Linked DNA regions of Mus musculus: regions 2 and 3 are each linked to region 1. Evidence: chromatin contacts called from public Hi-C and HiChIP or PLAC-seq data. All regions are on one chromosome and are shown on one strand. The core of a region is the stretch at or near the end of the contact, and the rest is flanking DNA. Distances in the headings are between cores, read along the strand shown. Region 1 has its middle 76 kb from the start of Gm38512. Region 2 holds the start of Ccdc39 (coiled-coil domain containing 39). Region 3 has its middle 23 kb from the start of Dnajc19.

Evidence for each region. A called contact is a pair of places that touch in the nucleus more often than the background predicts. HiChIP or PLAC-seq counts read pairs in DNA pulled down with a chosen protein or histone mark.
Region 2: a contact with region 1 is called in a Hi-C map of forebrain, with 5 times the contacts expected there. The contact joins the promoter of Ccdc39 here to the enhancer-like site in region 1. A contact is called at or near these places in 10 of 39 promoter capture datasets (the 3T3-L1 cell line, 3T3-L1-derived adipocytes, the C10 cell line and 5 more), 1 of 15 datasets of contacts at CTCF or cohesin (large pre-B cells), 15 of 484 Hi-C or Micro-C datasets (B cells, CD8 T cells, the G1E-ER4 cell line and 8 more), 3 of 115 datasets of contacts at active chromatin or transcription factors (bone marrow-derived dendritic cells, embryonic basal ganglia and embryonic forebrain) and 2 of 9 other capture datasets (adipose tissue and liver).
Region 3: an H3K27ac HiChIP or PLAC-seq map of VIP interneurons shows a contact between it and region 1, with 11 times the contacts expected there. The contact joins two enhancer-like sites. A contact is called at or near these places in 2 of 39 promoter capture datasets (cranial neural crest and second pharyngeal arch cranial neural crest), 1 of 115 datasets of contacts at active chromatin or transcription factors (VIP interneurons) and 2 of 9 other capture datasets (embryonic stem cells and embryonic trunk).

What each region holds. Positions count from the first base shown.
Region 1 is chr3:35,480,427-35,483,910 of GRCm38.p6, forward strand. No RefSeq gene overlaps it. Among named protein-coding and RNA genes, the nearest start is that of Gm38512, 76 kb to the left of the region's middle. Within about 2 kb of position 1,620, at least 23 of the 459 cell types and tissues checked have an H3K27ac peak or open chromatin away from gene starts, as enhancers often do. A contact at or near this core is called in VIP interneurons, cortical neurons, embryonic forebrain and 1 more, where this site is marked.
Region 2 is chr3:33,842,758-33,846,241 of GRCm38.p6, forward strand. It overlaps Ccdc39 (coiled-coil domain containing 39), which reads right to left and starts at 1,553. Exons shown (of 20, transcript NM_026222.2): 1 at 1,348-1,553. The coding sequence starts at 1,437.
Region 3 is chr3:34,102,856-34,106,339 of GRCm38.p6, forward strand. No RefSeq gene overlaps it. Among named protein-coding and RNA genes, the nearest start is that of Dnajc19, 23 kb to the left of the region's middle. Within about 2 kb of position 1,621, at least 22 of the 459 cell types and tissues checked have an H3K27ac peak or open chromatin away from gene starts, as enhancers often do. A contact at or near this core is called in VIP interneurons, where this site is marked.

The sequences.
Region 1 (3,484 bases), core at 370-2,869:
AACGAGGTCACAAGACTCCAGGACTCTCAGATGCGGTGTGCTGCATGCATCTCAGCATAGAGAAGTACATGACTGCCTGGCTGAAGTTCCACTTCACTCCACCCAGATTTTGTGGAAGCAACACATCTATAAAGCACAACTGATTCCACCACCCACCCCCGAGAAAAATCCCTGCAAACTGTGTGTCCCCCAAAACGATTCCTTTATTCTCAATGTCTCCAAAACCCAGGTCTCAGAGCCAGCCCCGGTAACACATAAGCTGATGAAATAAAAGTGTTACATTCATGTGTTCCTTAGGTCAAGGTGGTAGTGAAAGCGCTGGCACGTGTCATGAGAGTTAATAGACCCGATTGCCTGTCCCTCTGAGAGGCCTGGCTTTAAATCCAGGTTACATCATGAGTTGGATTGGTGGCACTATCTGTCTCCTGGGAATACGTGTTTGGTTTGTGAAGACGACACATTCAGTATAATTAGTATTCACTGGTGTGGTCAAAGCCCCAGAGAGCTGGAATTCCTATGTACTATAGCCAACCTTCTCTCCTTTTCCCACCCCCCCTCTCTCTCTCTGCTTTTCTTTCTTTCTTGAGGACTGTGGGGGCTGGAGACCTGAGTGAATTTACTCCAGATATCATGAGTTCTCCACATAGAATCAGCTGAAGGCAATTTTCAGCCATTGCTGTTAGAGTATCTAGAGCAGCGGCGACTGTCATCTAGCCAGCACCCAGCCCCCGCACAGGACCACTGATTACACAGTGTGGGTTTCACATAAAGACTTTTCTGGATGAGGCCGGCGGCTGAAAGGGGTTCTGAGCATCTAACAGAGCATCTGCTAACAACCATTAAAGTCATTATTGTTCCTTAGATAAAGCAGGGCACGAACACACAAACAGAGGAGTACTTGCTCACGACATAGAAAGTGTCCTCTCTTCCCAAGCATAACAGAGCCTCTTGTGTATCTTAAACCTGTTTAATTCCCATTTTAGGGGGTCTGTGACAGGCGTCGAGAGGAAGCTGCCAAAGCCATCACTATATTTAGCTGTTTATCACACATCAGCTCAAGGTGGTGTGTGCTGGTAGACATGCCACAAAGCAGAGAAAATGGAAGCTCATGAGTGGGGGGTAGGGGTGGAGAGCGGGGGCGGGGCAGGCAGAAAGCTTTGGGAAGATTCGGAACAGGGAGAAAACTATGATTCTAGTTGTGTCATTTCTAAGTCAAAATAAATAAATGAATGAATGACTACCAAGCTTCTAGGCAGAGTCGTGCAAGGCGATTTTAAAGTTAAAACGGACAGTGAAGAGGTAACGGCAGATTCCGTGGCCCCGAAACAAAGTGGGGGCAACCATTGGTTTCTATGTCCTTGGGGCTGTTCAGTGTGTTTTCTGAGGGCTGTCATCTGGGGACGAGAGAGAGAGAGAGAGAGAGAGAGAGAGAGAGAGAGAGAGAGAGAGAGAGAGAGAGAGAGAGATCTTTAATTTCTCTCACCAAAAGTTGTATGTGCCAGTTTGAAATTCCTGTTTCATCTCTGTGGTCTCCAGATAAATAACAGTCCTCAGGGACTGTGTAGCACATGCCAAGGCGGAAAGGGAGCACCACCGGGCCTGGAGATCAGGGCGGCTTCCCCAGATGCCATCTCCAAAGGGACACCAGTGCTTGGCTTCCCCGATGGTGGCTGATTCAGCGGAGAGCTTCACGTAGAAGCGGCTTTAAGGTTCTCAGGGGTCCCCGACCTCATTAATGATTTTAGGAGAGAGAGGGACACAAGCATGCGAGGGTACCTCCTCAATCCCACGTCCCAAGCCCCGACATTTCATTTTATCTTGTCATTTGTTAAAGGTTTAAGAAAATGGAAACTAATTGCATGTTGCTCTTAAAAATCAGTTTTAAAAATAGTCGGACACAAGCCTGCCAAGTCTAGTGTAACCGTGGCTGAGAGCTGACCCCTAATCAGCCCTCCGGATTGATTCTGGAGGGTCATTTGTATTTTCCTTCCTAACACGCTTCTCTCTCACCATCACTCCCAACAAAACACACTAGTTTAGAATTAAGATCCTTGCTGAGGACCAGCAGAGAAACATAGATGGGTAAATAGTGCCACCTAGTGGCCTGTACGATGCTCAGAAAAAGGAACCTCACGCCCCATTGTGGTTTTGGGGACTGCAAGTCCCCATTCTCACCCTCTGTCATCAAGCATGGGAAACAAAATTTTTCCTCTAGGAGAGAGCAAAAACAAAACAAAACAAAACAAAACAAAGCAAAACAAAAAACCAAAAGCAAAGACCAAACTATACTGTTTCTCTTCACTTAGCCAGGCTTCCAGTCACCTAGTGGGGATACTTCCCAAATCAAAACGAAAACAACAGCTAGCATTTGCGGATGACCTGAGCCAATGTTGTAAAATGCTTTCTTTCTCCAGCTCCTGACAGCTAACCATCTACATGGTCTGATTGTTTTTCGACTGGGGTGACAGCACTTCAGTCTTGGATCACAGCCCTGGATTCTGACAGTGACGCAGTGAAGACATGATTCGCTTCTCCCAGCACACCGCGGCCCTGGGGGCTGGATATGTATAGCGCAGAATAATTAGATCCACATTAAGCATTTACTTAGGGATACAAAAAATGAACTGACAAGAATCCTATCCCCCAAGAATGTATCCTCTCCACGATAATTTAAATGTGTAGAGTACTTCAGAGCGATTACCATTTGAAAGTATCTCCACAGTTTGATAAGGTAATTACGGTACTGATTTTAGAAATGATGTTTTATGATTTGTCCAAGGTCATAAAGATAAGAAGAGGCAGCTGTCCAGATTAGAGCTCATCACTCCACCACAAGGTGCCTCCTTCCCGAGGCAATTGATAGAGATTCCTAGTTTTATAGTGGAGACTGGGAGTTGGGTACTGAAGTGGCAGAGAGCTGACTTGAAGATTGCTGCTGTCGGGCTGAAGAGTCAAATGCTCTTCTTTGCCTTCTCCACGTCCAGAGAAGAATGTTGCAAACCAAACATCTCAATAGAGCAGATTAAAAGAAATCAGTTACATTCTCTGAGTCTCAGAAAAGTAAAAAGTATAAAGAATTTTCCTCAGCCTAAAGAAGGTGGGCACACACACACACACACACACACACACACACACACACGCGTGCGCTCACACACTGAGACACACACATACGCACATGAATGCACATACTCTAGCACTATTACATATTAAAGTGAAAGTGGTAAAAGAGGACATCTTTCCCCTAGCCACCCTAACAGGACAAAGATAGCATTCATCTCTCTCTTACTTAAGGTCATAGCTAGTGCAATAAGACAAGAAAAGGAAATTAAGGGTACATGTGTACTAGAACAGGGAGAAGCAAACATCTATTTAGGTAGCATGATAGTAAAGTAGAAAACGCCACAGAAACTTAAACTCTAACAAATAAGCTTGATGAGGTGGCACAGTACAAGTCAGAGATGAAAGTGATTGCTTCCTTATCCAC
Region 2 (3,484 bases), core at 303-2,802, 1.6 Mb before region 1:
ACACTATTTAGTCACATCCACCACCATACATCACAAACACATACCCCGAAAAGAAAGAAGGGTAACGTAATGAAAGGAGGAGCATAAAAACTACAGGACAAGAACCTTAAATTCAAATGCTAACTGTAGAGCCAGCAGGATCGCTCTCCTAAATACCTCTTATACAATGTAATAATATATTAATTATACAGTGTCTCCTGCCCATCTCATCTCTAGTTCAACAAGACACCCATCAGGTTGGTGGGCTGGCTCCAAACCTTCAATTGGCGGCTATGACTCGGGCACCAGCAGTGATCTTTTATCTGTCCTAATATTGATGGTCCTTAAGGGGAAATGCCCAATCCTAACCAGAGGGGAGAGCAGAGCAAAGCAGAGCAGAGTAGAGTAGAGCAGAGCAGAGCAGAGCAGAGCAGAGCAGAGCAGAGCAGAGCAGAGCAGAGCAGAGCATTCCAAACGTTCCAGTCTTCTCAGAAGATTTACCCAAAAGTCTTTTATGCTCACTTTCAGAGGGCAGAAAATATTCTCTTCTACCTTGTCAATTTGCACAAATCTTCAATTCTTGGTTCCCTCTTCCCCACACCCTAGTACCATTTCGTGGGACTTTGGGTGACTGCTAAAGATGCATTAACTTTGTGGAGCCGGTTGCAATTAAAAAAACAAAAAACAAACAAACAAAAAAACGACTTAAACTGCATGTATTTTAGTTGGTGCAGGTTTGTCCTAACAATGTGAAATATTTCACCATCTTGTGACACCTCGATTCTCACTCTGAAACTCTATATTGCATACTTCACTAAAATGTTTTCCTTGAAAGCACCTCAAGCGATTTTAAACATCACAGAAACACAAATGCTGGCAAGAATGTGTCTTGTGTGTGCACATGTGTAAATGGTGGTTACTAGGAAACACCAAAAATGCATTTGTGATCCTTAATTGGATGGGAAAGGCCTGCTAGCTGGCACCTGAAACAGCTGGAAGAGTGAGACTCGGGTTTTATGGCCCTGAATAGAAATTGTTGCTTCGATAAAACTTTCAAATGTGTAGTAACTGATAGGAGCAGGAGAGAAAGTGGGGAGGCCGGAGTATCAGATCTAAGTGATGAAGTCAGGCCACAAGAGGTGCAAATGAGCAGCGCGGCACCTGTACGTGGGACTTGGTCTTCCCTGGCCCTCCCCCGGATTCCCACTGGATACCCACCTAGCCCAGCATCCTCTATTTACACTCCTTACCTAGTCTTTACCTGGTCATCCATTGGCAGTCCTGGCGGCGTTCAACCAGCCCTTTTACCATTCCTCAGCTGTTCCCCTCTGGTCGTCTCTCCCCTAAATCCCACCCGGTCCTCCTCACCTGATCCTCCAGGATCTTGTTCTCCTGATTGGCCACGGGGATGGCGAACCCATCTTCCCAGTGCAGCTCTGACAAGAACTCACTGCACATGGCGTACGAGGCTCAAAGGAATCACAGACAAGCCACCCAAAACCGTTCCCTGGAGCTCGCAGCCAAGCCTAACCGTCTGTATTCCGCGGCCCTAGCAACAGCCAGGCGCCCTTAGTTACCAAACAGGAAGCACTCAGGCTGGAAGGCGGAACTTCCTTTGAGAATTCCCTTGTCCTTTTTGCAGCCGGTAGAATTTGCTTGCCTGTGTCTGTGAGGCACAGCTCTCTTTGCACGGATAGATACACTCCCAGGACTTCCAAAACGTGCAAATCTGGAAGCTCGGGTGCTCCAGAGGACCACAAAGTTCGGGGATGGAAGGCATAGGCTCCTGGGGTGCCAGGATGGTGGACTACAGGATAGCAGGATGGACGACCACCAGATTGAGGGATAGTATAATACCCAAAAGTGGCTTCAGATTTGTTCTTAAGTCATATATAAGGGACCATGATCTGGGAACACAGATCCAGGCTGCCCCAAATAGCATGTTCTCGCATGGAAACTTGCTTCACTACGTTTTTGTAATTGCAGAAGAAAAGGAAGCAATAAATCAAGGCATTTTTCCAATGCATTGATGAAAACATCACCAAAGACTGTTAGTATTGGGTTTGAGATGGAAGCTGAGAAAACTCACTTTAGAGATGGAAATTTAAAAATTAAGGCTTTATTTTCTGAGTGCTCAGGGAGGCAGCCAGTTTGGGATCTGAACCACGTACGGGGTGGGAGATTATACAGCATTGTTATAGGATGGTAACACAATTCAAAGTGGGGAGCTGGTGGGAACTGCAGCGTTATCCAATTGTATTTTGACATTATGTGTTAAACATGGGAGTACCTGTTGGGAGACTGAGCCTGTACAGAGCACCTGGCTTCAAGGTCCTTAATTCATTCTCCAAGACATTAGGTCCAGAGCTAAGAGTGATAAGGGGACAAAGACGCTGGCAGGAGCATATGAACTTGTTTAACCCTGCCAGCAAGACAGAGAAGTTGTGCCTGAGATGTCTAGACTCAACCGTTTACAACAGAAGATGTTCAGCTATGGGGAAGCCCCTGGCTTCCCTGGGATCTGGGACCTTGAATTTACTTTATCCCTATGATTAAATGGAGTCTGAAAACGAAATGGTACTGCCTGGAGTAAGTTTCCTTTGCTTCTTCCCAACAACAGCATAGTTGGGAAGTCAGTGCTATCCATAGGTTTCAAATACTATCTGGTGACATTCATAGCTTTGGGGTTGGTGAAAGCTAGTGGTTTGCTAAGTTAGTACAGCCCAACAAGCATTACCTGGTCAAATGGGCAATGAACGGCTGGCTATTAAGGAGACTAAAGATAGCTCAAGATAATTTGGCTCTGGGTTTCCAACTCTACACCATCGAAGTTCTGATCAAGTCAGTCAGCTTTAACATAAGAGCAGAACGGCATCCACAGCAAGATGCTCACAGCACAACACTCCTACCTACGGCCCATCCAAAAGGTGAGCTGACAAACATAATATCCCAACTGCCTTCCCAGTGCCAGTTGCTGAGTTGTGTGTGTTCCACACACTAAGCCAGGGAGAATAGTATGCACTGGTATTTGAAAAGTTAATTCACTTCTTAAATTCTTTCTGATTGCTATGAATCTTTGCCAGGTTCAACCCAAGCCCAATTGTGGCAGGCCAGGCACCCAACCAGCACAGCAGTACAGCTCCAACAGCTGGCTCTTGCCATTGCCCTATGGCCTCTCTAGAGGCATCCCCTACAGGACTTCTGGTGTCAGGGGCTAAAGGCAGTAATTGTAGCATCTCAATTATCTACAGCAAGAGTCAGGGACAAGAAGGAGATGATGCAGGGTATCATGGCTAGCTCTGTGGGCCAGCTGTTATAATGTGTACCCTGTTCCCCCAAAAGGAAGCATAGCTAAAGGCAGCTCTAGGACACCTCACATGATTAACCCTACAACCTTCTAGTTCTGCAGAGGTGGCAGCTTAAAGACCAGCATCCAAAGCTAGTATAGAGAAAATATACACCAGAAATTCTCCAACTTCCTCCCTCCTCCCCACAATCTCTCCTA
Region 3 (3,484 bases), core at 371-2,870, 1.4 Mb before region 1:
ATGTCTGAGCTAGGACATCCCTGACACCTCCCCACACTTGCCTACTCCACTTTGGCAACAATGTAATCTCCCACCCCATGTTTGCAGCAAGGCATGTCTTTGTTAGAGAAAACCAGGGTCTCCAGTTGAGCTACTGGCATATGATTGGTAATGAGGCACAGCTATTGCGAATCCCTGCCAATGTGAAATGGATTAGACAGGGGTTGTAAGCACAATGGTAGTCTCCATTTATTGAGCACTTACTATGGCTAGATTTGTTTGAGCCATTCATTATCTCCACGGGGGGTGGGGGCTGACAAAACCTATAGGGATTGGATGACCTCTGTGTGACCTTCAGCTCCAGGATTAGGTCAGAAGCAGCATTAGGCAGTGTCTGGCATAAATATGTCTGTTGGCACTTATCTCCATCATTATCTTGGAAAAATGCTCTCTGTAGCTCTCAATGTGTAAAGCTTGGGGTTGGGTGGTAATGGTTGATCCAACCAATGCCCCCCTTCCCTGATCTTCCTCCACATCCTCGAGAGTGTGTCCTGAACCATCTGAACTCTTAGCCCCTTCCACATAGAACCCTGGAAGAACATGTTCCTTTCTCCGCGTGTTTGACACAAACAGAACAAAAGGACCCATCTGAAAGCTCTTGAGAAAGGGCCACCTCCCTAGACAGTTTTGTGTTCTCAGTAAAACTGAGACCTGCCTTGTGATTAGATAAAACAGTGGTCATCTGCTTCATCTTTTGCAATCAGCTTGGTTAACCCGGAAGTTCTGAGGTCTTTTGCCAATAAATACCCAGTATTACTTGCAAACCTAGGCTGCAAATAGGAATTTAACAAAATGGTTATTTTCTGGTTTGATCGTGGGGTGTGTTTTTTAAAAAGGCACTATTTTATAGGTTCACAACTAAGCTCCTGCCACATTTTCACTCCCTCCAATCCTTTTTTTTTCCTAATTAAATAACTGGAAAGATGTGTAAAACCATTAGCTCCAGACTAAACAGAACAAAAAGGTAATATTTAGATTAATATATTTTTAATGGACAGTTTTTTTGGAGGGTTACAGGCATGGGAACAAAATTAAAATTGCTATATGGTTGCCACACTTCAGAAAAAGAGTCAAGTTTAATGATAAATCTGGCCTTAGAGAGCCAGCCAGAATGGATAGGGTCTGAATAGGATTTAAAAACCCAACTGTGTGCAGAAATTAGAGTTTTGCCCTGAATCATATGGAATTACAGTGCTGGGTGCGTGTGCCATGCCTACACAATAAAGCCCAAAGGAAGCAGCTATTTCTGTTGGTTTTATTAAACCAACCAAGCAATTTAATTCTTTTGTTCAGGAGAGTTCTACTTCATTGATTAACAAAAGCAGGGATATAATTTTTTCAGCCTTTTTGAAAAGCCTGAAATGTCAAGCCTTTTAAAGCAGATTATTGTGCCTCTGTGCAGTGAATACAGCCAGAGTAACCTTTTGTCTACAATTAAATATTCTAGCATAAATATAAAAGAAAATCAGAGATGGGAAAGATTGACTCACAAGAGATTGGAGAGGTAGATCCTCACACTGATAGCGAAGCAGCAGCTTGCTTCTAATTAAATATGCGGCTGACTCTCCATGCTCTCGCTCGCTAGCAGCCGCACAGAGGAGAAGCGGCTGAGGAGAGGAAGGAAGGAGTCTATCACATCATCTCTCTGTCCACAGGCTTTCCTTGGGGCTTATGAAGGTATTTTAGAATTTTTATATTGGCATTTTTTTTTCAGGGGAGATAAAGGTGGTGAACCCTCAAGGGCAGCCAGACCTCAGTCTTGAAAGTTTAGGCTTGCTTGCTGTTCAGCAGCTGAGCTTCCTAGATCTCTTCCTAGTCAGAAACCAAGGTTGATAGTGATGACTTTGGTTTTGAGGGTTGAAGCCATCCAGTTAGGTAGGCTGCAGTGCAAAGTGACCTTTTTTGTTATTTTGAATTGGGGCTACTTATTGATTTTCCTCTTCTTTAGCCTATCGCATGCTAAAGTCTTTAATGCATATTTCGCTATTTGTACCTTGAGAGTATGAACCCAGAAAGCCAAATTCCAGTTAGTATCCTTTAGCTGTGTCTAACAGAATGCATTTTAGAAAAATGATAAGGCTTGCATTTGGACTCTTGGATTTATTGATATTCATAAGCCTTTCATCTTCATGCACACTCACGCATCTTCAGAGAAGTACTTAAACATGGCACTCGGAAAACGCTGATGGCACGGAATAGGGCTGATCCTCTTAGAGTCTGCTGCTTACACAGAAAAACTGGAAAATAATAAGAACTGAAATCTCTACTCTGTAACTTTGCCTTTCCATCCCAGGTCTTGACATTATGGAGAGGAGTGGGTTCCCTCCGAGGGCTGTTGCCTGTTGCGTGTCTGATATGCACATAGAACCTTTCCCCGTTTGTAGGTGCAATTTATGTTCGGTTGTGAAAATACTTGATTGCAGATGGGTTTGAAACAACATTGGAATTCAGTAGGCTTTTCCTTTGTGTATTTACTGTACTAAGTGTTCCCTGGGTTGTGATTTTGAATACAATCAGACACCTGGTGCCTTTTGGAAGCGTGCCACTGAGAAAGGCTCCATATTTGTAAATTAATAGTTTGTACCACTCAAAAAAAACCCGATTGGGGCAATAATTGAATGTTAGGAATGGAGCTTACATTTTTTTCCACCTTGTAAGATTTCCCCTTTTAATAAGCAAATTTCTCAAGTAACAGGCTCCACTGAAGGGAGGCAAACTCCCAATAAGTCTTACTGTGCTATTTGCCTTTCCTCTGATTAGCGTAAAGAGTGTGTTCAATGCAGTGTTTAATAAGGACTGTTTAAGCCAGGGTTCAAACTTAGCCTTCTGTAGGATATAGGGAAATGTGTTTGGTTGTCAATACTAAATTATTAAACTTTATACAGAAAACATCAAGCTACATTAAAAAATTATGAATTTTTAAATGGAAGTAACACAGTTTGATGATTTAAGAAGTTAAAAATGTGACAGGCATATTCCATAAGGGTAGCAGTCTTTGTAACAATTTGCCCTTCCTAAGTGTGGTCTACAATAGCCACCCAGGCTTTGTGTGTTTAAAGTGGAGTTCTCCACCTGGGATCAAGTGTATGGTAGAGATGTAAATGTATAGCTGCATCTGTCTCGTATGCCTATGTAAAGTGTAGTTTGTATCTCATATTACCTATACAATTTAAGCACACTTTGTTTTGGTTTGGTAGGAATTAAGCATGCTGGTATTTCTGGGGAGAAGGATGTTTCTATAAAAAGGTATTTCCTCCCCCTGGGTGAGAGATACCATAGTGATCAAGTGTTAATTCTCTGGCCAGAAATAAATAATAATAGCAAGCAAACAAAACCAAAGAAACCAGGAAGCAAAGAGCACCGACAGCTCCTATAAAATGATGACGCCGACCTTCAACCTCCACTGACAACTGCGAGGTTTCATACTTGAATGTATCCTTCTTTT